3 separate regions of the Ovis aries genome follow, and regions 1 and 2 are each linked to region 3. Evidence: chromatin contacts called from public Hi-C data. All regions are on one chromosome and are shown on one strand. The core of a region is the stretch at or near the end of the contact, and the rest is flanking DNA. Distances in the headings are between cores, read along the strand shown. Region 1 has its middle 140 kb from the start of TRNAC-ACA. Region 2 overlaps LOC121820326 (a long non-coding RNA gene). Region 3 holds the start of MYC (MYC proto-oncogene, bHLH transcription factor).

The links. A called contact is a pair of places that touch in the nucleus more often than the background predicts.
Region 1: a Hi-C map of tail adipose tissue shows a contact between it and region 3, with 6 times the contacts expected there. The contact joins the enhancer-like site here to the promoter of MYC in region 3. A contact is called at or near these places in 6 of 16 Hi-C or Micro-C datasets (blood, hypothalamus, liver and 3 more).
Region 2: a contact with region 3 is called in a Hi-C map of tail adipose tissue, with 7 times the contacts expected there. The contact joins the enhancer-like site here to the promoter of MYC in region 3. A contact is called at or near these places in 5 of 16 Hi-C or Micro-C datasets (blood, hypothalamus, muscle and 1 more).

Annotation. Positions count from the first base shown.
Region 1 is chr9:24,804,616-24,807,315 of ARS-UI_Ramb_v3.0, forward strand. No RefSeq gene overlaps it. Among named protein-coding and RNA genes, the nearest start is that of TRNAC-ACA, 140 kb to the left of the region's middle. Within about 2 kb of position 1,291, at least 4 of the 54 cell types and tissues checked have an H3K27ac peak or open chromatin away from gene starts, as enhancers often do. A contact at or near this core is called in tail adipose tissue, where this site is marked.
Region 2 is chr9:26,477,761-26,480,460 of ARS-UI_Ramb_v3.0, forward strand. It overlaps LOC121820326 (a long non-coding RNA gene), which reads right to left. Exons shown (of 2, transcript XR_006060810.1): 2 at 1-641. Among named protein-coding and RNA genes, the nearest start is that of LRATD2, 450 kb to the right of the region's middle. Within about 2 kb of position 1,436, at least 22 of the 54 cell types and tissues checked have an H3K27ac peak or open chromatin away from gene starts, as enhancers often do. A contact at or near this core is called in hypothalamus and tail adipose tissue, where this site is marked.
Region 3 is chr9:25,737,205-25,739,904 of ARS-UI_Ramb_v3.0, forward strand. MYC (MYC proto-oncogene, bHLH transcription factor) reads right to left here and starts at 1,332. Exons shown (of 3, transcript NM_001009426.1): 1 at 1,134-1,332. LOC132657163 (a long non-coding RNA gene) reads left to right here and starts at 1,647. Exons shown (of 2, transcript XR_009594937.1): 1 at 1,647-2,700.

The sequences.
Region 1 (2,700 bases), core at 41-2,540, 930 kb before region 3:
TGTATGCTTAATACTGTAAGAAATTTCTAGAGCAAAAAAAATAGAAGAATTGGTGATAATGTCTATTGTGATTCAGGATCAAAGAATGCGTGGCTGATCAGTGCTTTGGGGATCAGGTTGGTTGTTGTTGCCTGCCTGCTGGTTGTTGTTCCTCCTCAAAAGGAGGAACTGGAGTCCACCAAAGTGAAAAGACTCGCCTGTCGTCACACAGCCAACCCAGATTCTGGGCGCTTCTCAATCACGAAGCTGGGGATCCCCACTTACCTCTCTATCAGCAGAGGGACTTGGAGGCAGAGGGTGCGGATGGTGTGCAGAATTTTTAATTAATTTCATCCAGGTGGAAAACTGGCTTGGTCAGGAAATGTACTTAAAGCATATTTTTAAACTCATTTTCACAATGCTGGTTTTGATCAAACCAGGATAAATAATTATCTCTTTTTACTTCACTTAGGAGGCTTATTCATTATTTCCTGTCTGTCAGGGATGTTCAGACACTATTGTTTTTCAAGTACCCCAGAAAACGCTATAAAGATTACTTTTCTGTAATTCAGAGAAGGAGGAAATTCCACACTTTTTTTTTTTGCCACCATGAATGGCAAGAGAGGGGGCTACGTCTTAGGTTTTCTGATTTTTTTGACCAGCTGTCAACATTATTTTTGATTTTTGAAATTCTATGACCAATCAAGTCTTCACTTGAATTAATTAATTTTAGTTAATTGATTAATTCATAGAAATCAAGTATTTATCTGAAGAATTTGTTGTATAACAGGTGGAACTATCAGGGTTATAGAATTTATCCATCAATTCAACAAATATTTCATTTTGTTTTTACTTCTTAACTTTGGACAAATCCAAGTCTGAGTTGTCACATTTGTGAAATACAAAATTTGTAAACCAATAATACATCACAGGAGTTGTTCAGAGAATTAGGTGCTATCAAATGCTTCAAGTAGTGCTTGGCATGTAATGAAGACCCCTATTGGAAGCTCTTATTATAATTCTTATGTTTCATTTATTATTTTGCTATTATTATTATTAGAAGTACTATTAAAGAACAGGCTGTTTACAGTGCCTTGGCTACTTTTAGAGTCTTTGTAGCCTAAGGCATAGGGCCAGTAGGCAGATCCACTCAAGGCAGGTCATGCTGACCATTTCTCAACTCATTTGAAAAGAGAATCAATGAGATCAGTACTTCAAGTTAACTTTCCTTTCCCCTAAGGACAGTTTCCAGTCCCTTGAGTAGAACTAATATGTCCTCTCTGAAGTCCGAGGCAACACTTTGTCAGGGAAAGCACAAAAGCTCCCTGTGGAGGAGAGAGTTATTCTTTGCTTGAGTTTGCACTCCATGGAAACTATCTTCATATCAATATCACAAAACTTGGATTTCTTCCCTTCTGAGCAGAAATGTCCTTAGAATGAATGTCCTTGCTTCATTTCCAGCAAGTAGGAATTGATTCCACTCGGCCTTTGATTCCACTTGGCTCAATTTAAGTGTGTTTTTTTTTCTTAAAACACTGTTCTTTTGGGGTGTTCTAGTGATATCAGGCAATCAAGAAAGGGAAGGTCTCTGTCCTCATGAAGCTTAGAGACTAGTAATATTTAAGGCTCTCCCTCTCTTTCCCTATGATATATTCCACTTAACTTAAATCAAAGATGATGGAAGTAATGTGCAAACATTCCTATATTAACATTTTAAGTTAAAAAGCCAACATTTGCTTGAAACATGTATGGAGAAAAGAAAAGTTCCAGATATATTTCATAGATAGTTTTTGGAGTAAAGAAAATATTACAATTTTAAATTAATCAGAGTAAGACATTTAATGCTTCATATAATACATATAAGGAGATCTGCCTACTCTTTAGCTGTCTTTATTGGTTAGACAAGCCAGACAGCCAAATACATAGAGGATCATGTATAGTTTCCAATGATTCAGTGAAATTTTCCAACAGAAGCACTCATATCCAGTTTTATTAATGTATAGATCTAATACCTGGGCAGATCCAAAGTATGCGACTACAGAAATGCCAGACTGGATGAAGCATAAGCTGGAGTCAAGATTGTGGGGAGAAATATCAAGATGATGCCACCCTTGTGGCAGAAAGTGAAGAGGAACTAAAAAGTCTCTTGATGGAAGTGAGAAAGGAGAGTGAAAAAGCTGGCTTAAAACTCAGCATTCAGAAAATGAAGATCACGGCATCTGGTCCCATCACTTAATGGCAAGTAGATGAGGAAAACAATGGAAACAGTGGCAGGCTTTATTTTCTTGGGACTCCAAAGTCACTGCAGATAGTGACTGCAGTCATGAAATTAAAAGACACTTGCTCCTTGGAAGAAAAGTTATGACCGACCTAGGCTGCATATTAAAAAGCAGAGACATTACTTTACCAACAAAGGTCCATCTGGTCAAAGCTATGGTTTTTCCAGTAGTCAGGTATGGATGTAAGAGTTGGACCATAAAGAAAGCTGAGCACTGAAGAATTGATGCTCTTGGACTGTGGTGTTGAGAGAAGTTTCTTGAGAGTCCCTTGGACTGAAGGGAGATTCAACCAGTCAATCCTAAAGGAAACCAGTCCTGAATATTCATTGGAAGGACTGATGCTATAGCCAAAGGTCCAATACTTTGGTCACCTGATGCAAAGAGCTGACTCATTTGAAAAGACCCTGATGCTGGGAAAGACTGAGGGCAGGAGGAAAAGGGG
Region 2 (2,700 bases), core at 186-2,685, 740 kb after region 3:
ATATGCCATCAATTCGGCCATGACTAGGAGTGCTTGTGGTTCAGTCTCCTGCCAGGTAAAATATATCTGAGAACAATCCACCTGGGAGAATGAAAAGAGGATGTTATTTATTCAATGGGATTTATTCAACAGTTCCAGCCCCGCCCTAGGTCAGGAGTGGTCCCTGCAGCATCAATCTCTCGGATAATCCATCCTTAGAAGCTGAGCAAAGTTTTACAGCGGGCCAGAGAAGCTGGGCAGGAGATCACCCTCTCCCCCTCCCCAAGCAGAAAAGCTGTTGAAACTGCATGGAACTGTTTGCAGAGACTATGGGGCTGGGGCCAGGGGAAAGAATGTAACAGGTACTCCATACGATACTCAGCTTTCCCATGAAGCCCCTGCCACAGCGGGTGCTCTGGACAGAATCCCATCTGGTCCTCCTTCATCCCCAAGGGGCTTGGAACATTTTCATTTCACAGACTAGGAACCTGGACCTTAGAGATGGCAGGTAACCTACAGGGGCTGAAGGGGACTCAAACCCAGGCTACCCGCCTTGGACTCCTCCCTGGGAGATGGAGATTCCAGACACATAGTGGCATCTTTCTGATTCTTGGCATCCTTGTCTGTAAGACCGTGTCGATAAACTCTGCCGCCTTCCTAAGCTGTGATGAAGATAAAATGAGAAATGCGTGTAAGCTCTAAAGGGAAATACATATGCAGGGGTTTATATTTTTTTCATAAGGCAAAAAACAAAACAGGGTAAAAGCATGTTCCTGGTAGCAGTCGAAGGGGTGAACAGGTTTGAAAGCCACATCTATAACTTGGGTGGTTCCACTTGAACAGACAGGCTGCCACAGAGAGCTGGGAGCGGAGGCAGGTTCCTCCCGGTTAGGAGACAGCCTTTCTCTGGCGGTTCAAACAAACATCTAAAGCACGGGGGCAGAAGGACAGTTGCTGGGTGTGCCTCTGGTTGTCCTAGGGAAACAAAAGCTAAGAACTACAGCTTCTCTCACACGAGGTGAAGCAGCTTTGCAACTGAAAGACATACAGCAATCCGCCTGGAGCAATTATGTTTTCATTATTATTCCCAAGCTGCTGTGTCACAAATCACATTTTCCATCCCGGGGCGTGTTGGTGCAGAGCTGCTGATTGCAGTTCCCATCACTCCACCAGCTGACTGCTCCAGCCGGGCCCCAGGAGCAGCAAGCCAGCCTGGGGCTCATTAGCTGCCATACTGGCACACAGACTGCCAGCCCAGCCGAGCAGATGCTGTGTACTGAAGGAAAACTCCCCATTTGAAAACGACCACAGAGTCTTTTTACTATCAAATTCTTGTTTTTTTGTTTTTTTTTTCTAGAAAGAAAGACCTTGAAACCCTTGAAGATTTCCATGTCGATCTGCATTACCGCTCAGCTAAGAGTGCTGAGACTGGGTGTGACTCTGACTCGCTTGCACAAACACAAAACACACCCAGGCGCCCTGGCTCTATTTTAAGTGGCGGACTCCAGAGCTCAAGTGCGCTGCTGTGCTCATGCCGCCATCATGTGGTTAGAGGAGGAACTGCACCAGGAATCTGCCAAGTTTGATGAGGACTTGTGTTTCCTTCCATGCTTCCTTTCCTTCCTTCCTCCCTCCCTCCCTCCATCTTCTCACTTCCTTCTTCCCATCTTTCTTTCCACCATTCTGACGCTGCAACAAACACTGGGACATAAAAATGCATCTGAGACACCTCCTGCTTGTAAGTAGCCTAGTGAAACAGAAGAGGAAAAGTGAAAGGGAAATAATAATTAAGTTCCACTTCTTCCAGTCCCTCCTCCTGGGTTCTTGAGAATTATCACAGTTAATTCTCACAAAAGCCCTGTGTGGGAGAGGCCACTTGCTTCTCCAGGGGATGTTCCCAGCCCAGGAATCGAACCTCCTGCATTGCAAACAGATTCTTTACCGACTGAGCTACGAGGGAAGCCTTTTTATTGACAACTAGTTGTCAAGTAAATTTGAAGGGTCAGGCAACAAATCTTTGATTACTGTTGGTAAAATAGACCAGGTGAATTCAGTGTCAAAATTTCGCAGCTTATATTTAGGGAGAGCTAATTCCCACAAAACTTCATGGGCTTTACATCCAGGGAACACAGAACAAATTATGCTTTTGCTTGCTTGTTGCTTTGAATAAAAATCAACACTTTGCCCCAAAAAAAGGCCTTAAAACTATGTCCTTCCTATTTGTCTATTAGATTATCTGTCTTATAATTCTTACTTGTAGAAGTTCTTTGTATCCTCTGGATATCCTAAAGCTGTCATCTTCTGTGTTATATGAGTTGTAAATACTTTCTCATAATCAGTTATTTGCTTTCTCTGTTTATGGAGTTTCTTAACAGTCAAAATATTTAAAATTATTGTTTTTGAAGTAAACTATGAATGTGAAAGTCACACAGTTGAGTCTGACTCTTTGCTATCCCATGAGCTGTAGCCAGACTGGCTCCTCTGTGCATGGAATTCTCCAGGAAAAAATACTGGAATGGGTTGTCATTTCTTTCTCCAGGAGATCTTGCCAACCCAGGAATCAAACCCAGGTCTCCTGTATTGCAGGCAGATTCTTTACCAACTGAGCCACTAGGGAGCTATAAGCAAGGTAAAAAGACAACCCTCACAATGGGAGCAAATGAAACAATTGGCAAAGAACTAATCTTCAAAATATACAAGCACCTCATGAAGCTCAAAACC
Region 3 (2,700 bases), core at 82-2,581:
CCCCAGCGCAACCCCCTTCTTTCCTTTGCGGGCTTTCCTTCTCTCTCCGGCTGGGGTGGCGAGCTCAGCTTCGAGCCTTTAGCCCTTCTCCACCCCCCCCCCCCCCACCCCCGACCCTCATAAATAAAAGGAGAGTGTTAAATAATAACAGAGACGTCTCCCTTCAACACTCAATACGGCGACGTAACTGCGCCAGAGACCCTGCTACGATTCCGCGCCCGTAGCCGGGCGTCTTCTCCCTCACCAGCCGAGGGTAGCAGCTGTTCTCGAAAAGCCCGGTGCCTCGCTCCTGGCCGTCCTCCGCATCTCAGGGGGCGTAGGGACACCCGCGCGGGGACCCCGGAGGCGGCCGGGGAGCCAAGGCTAGGTGCAGAGATTTTGCCCTCATCCCCCCCCACCGCCGAGTCAATAATTCCAGGAGACTCGGACACATCTTTGCCCCAGCTTCCTTTTCCCCGTCCCCGCGCCTTCCCAACACCGAATCCTAACCTCTCTGTAGACCAAAATCTTTAATTTTACTATCCTTTAAAAAAAAAGTCAAAGGCCAACTTCTAAAAGGAGCCGGGAGCGTTGGAGACGCCGAGGGGGTCGGCGGGCGGGACGCGCCGCAGTGTCTGTCTCTGGCTGTCAGAAATGCAGTAAGCCGAAATTTAAATGCCCTTTTCCAGACAGGAAAAAGTCAGCGGCTGCGGAGCTCTCTTCGCTCAAACATGCAATGTGTAATTCTTACTCCAAGGAGTTCAGGATGTAAAGGGTTTTCTGTCAACCGCGAAGCATACCCTTCTTCTCCCCGACAAAAGGCAAAAAAGCAATTAATGCAATAAAGCATGAATGTCCACCCGGCCGGGGTCAGCGTCCATCTAAGGCGAGCAAAAACCTCTAAAGGCTACTTTCAGAAAACGCACCCCCGGTTTCCCTCTGCCTTCCTCTCTCTTCCCATCTTGACAAGTCACTGTACCCCGACCCAGTTCTGGTTCCTCTCCACCCCACCCCGACCAGCCACAACTACTCTGAGAAAAGTGTCAATAGCGCAGGAATGGGAGAAAAGACACTCGATTCGGGCGTTCTGCTCATCGCGGCGTTAAGGCGGTAGCAAAAATAAATGAAAAAGGCCAATAGGTCCGGGTGCTCACCCGTATTTCCACTATCCGAAGGAAATCTAGCGTCCAAAAAGCGGCGAGGAGCGCCTTTCAGAGGCGCGGGTCGTGGGCTGCGGCGAGGGAAAGTGTCTCCCCAAAAAGGCAGAAGAGCTTCTCTGCGTCCGGGGAGTCTTGGTGTCGCTCGGGTGTTGTAAGTTCCAGTGGGCAAAGTTTCGCGGATGCGGCGCGGGTGGCGGACCGCTAGCAGGGGTCCGCGGGGAGGGTGGGGTGGGGGCCGGCCTGGCTGGAGGCGCAGAAGCCCCCCTTTGACTCCGGATCTCCCTTCCCCGGGCGCCCGGAGCGCGACTCCGCTCGCTAGGCTGGCTCGGCTCTTCCACCCTGGAGGGCCCGCCCGCTCGCTCCCTCTGCCTCTCGCTGGAATTACTACAGCGAGTCAGATAAAGCCCAGAAAAAACTGGCTTTTATACGAGAAGGTAAGGCCCCTCCTCTGTTCTTTTTCCCGCCAAGCCTCAGAGTAGCCCTGCCCTTCCAGGCAGTGGTGGAGCCAGGCGGCGGCCGCGGCGAGCCAGCCGCAGCGGTAGCCGCGAGATGCGCAGCCCGGGGGTCCTCCGCAGCGGAGACCCTCGCCTATAAAGGGCTGGTGGGCGGGGACTCACCAGAGAGGATCTTTGTCTCCCCCGCCCTCTGCTTTGGGAACCCGGGAGGGGCGCTGGTGGGGAGGGAGGGCGGGAGGGGAGGAGATTCAGCTCTTTGAGCCTGGCACTCCAGTGCGCCGAGCTCTCGGATGTAAACACGGTCAGAGCGCCGCATGAATTAACTGCGCGCGCCTACCATTTTCTTTTGCTCCCGCTCAAACCGTCTCTCTGCTGCTTGGTTCCTGTGGAGCAGCGCTGTGTTGGACAAACCGCATACTTGTCCTGTGTTCTTAAATCATCTGGGGGCAGAACCGCTCATCCCTAGATGCTGAGAATACACCGTGTACCCACGGCTGCGCCATGCACGTCCCGGGTGGACAGGCCGGGAAGGGGCAGCCTTTGGAAAATAACTCCTACGAAGAGAGGAGGAAAGAAGGGGTATTGATGGGCGTGCGCTCTGAGTGTGTGTGTGCTGGGGGGTTAAGTGTCGATGGGATACATGATCAAAGGTATGGGGAAGAAAAATGGTGCCTGGAATTACTAAAATAATTCAGCAACGCGCTGCCACGTATACTTGGAGAGCGCGGTATGAATAAACACCCATTGCATTTGTTGGGGGTGTTATGCATTCTGGGTGTGCGCAGCTTTCTCGACTGCGCACCTTCCACCCACAATGAATCCCCCGATTGCTGCCAAAGTCGCAGAGGACCCCCACTCCTGGCTCTGCCCGCGCAGACCTACACGGATCTCCGTGGGGGCCAGCGTTCCTCCTGCCCCTCCCCCCACCCAGTACGCGCTAATCCCTGAGATCTTTCTGCGGGTTCCAGAGCTGGAATAAGGGAGGAGCGCGCCTGCGGGTGCGCGCCGCGGGGGACCACCCCCGTCCCTCTAAACCCCCATCCCACCCCCGCGCCTCTCTCTCGGAGTTCCCAATTCCGCAGCCAGGTTTCAGAAGAGAGACGAAT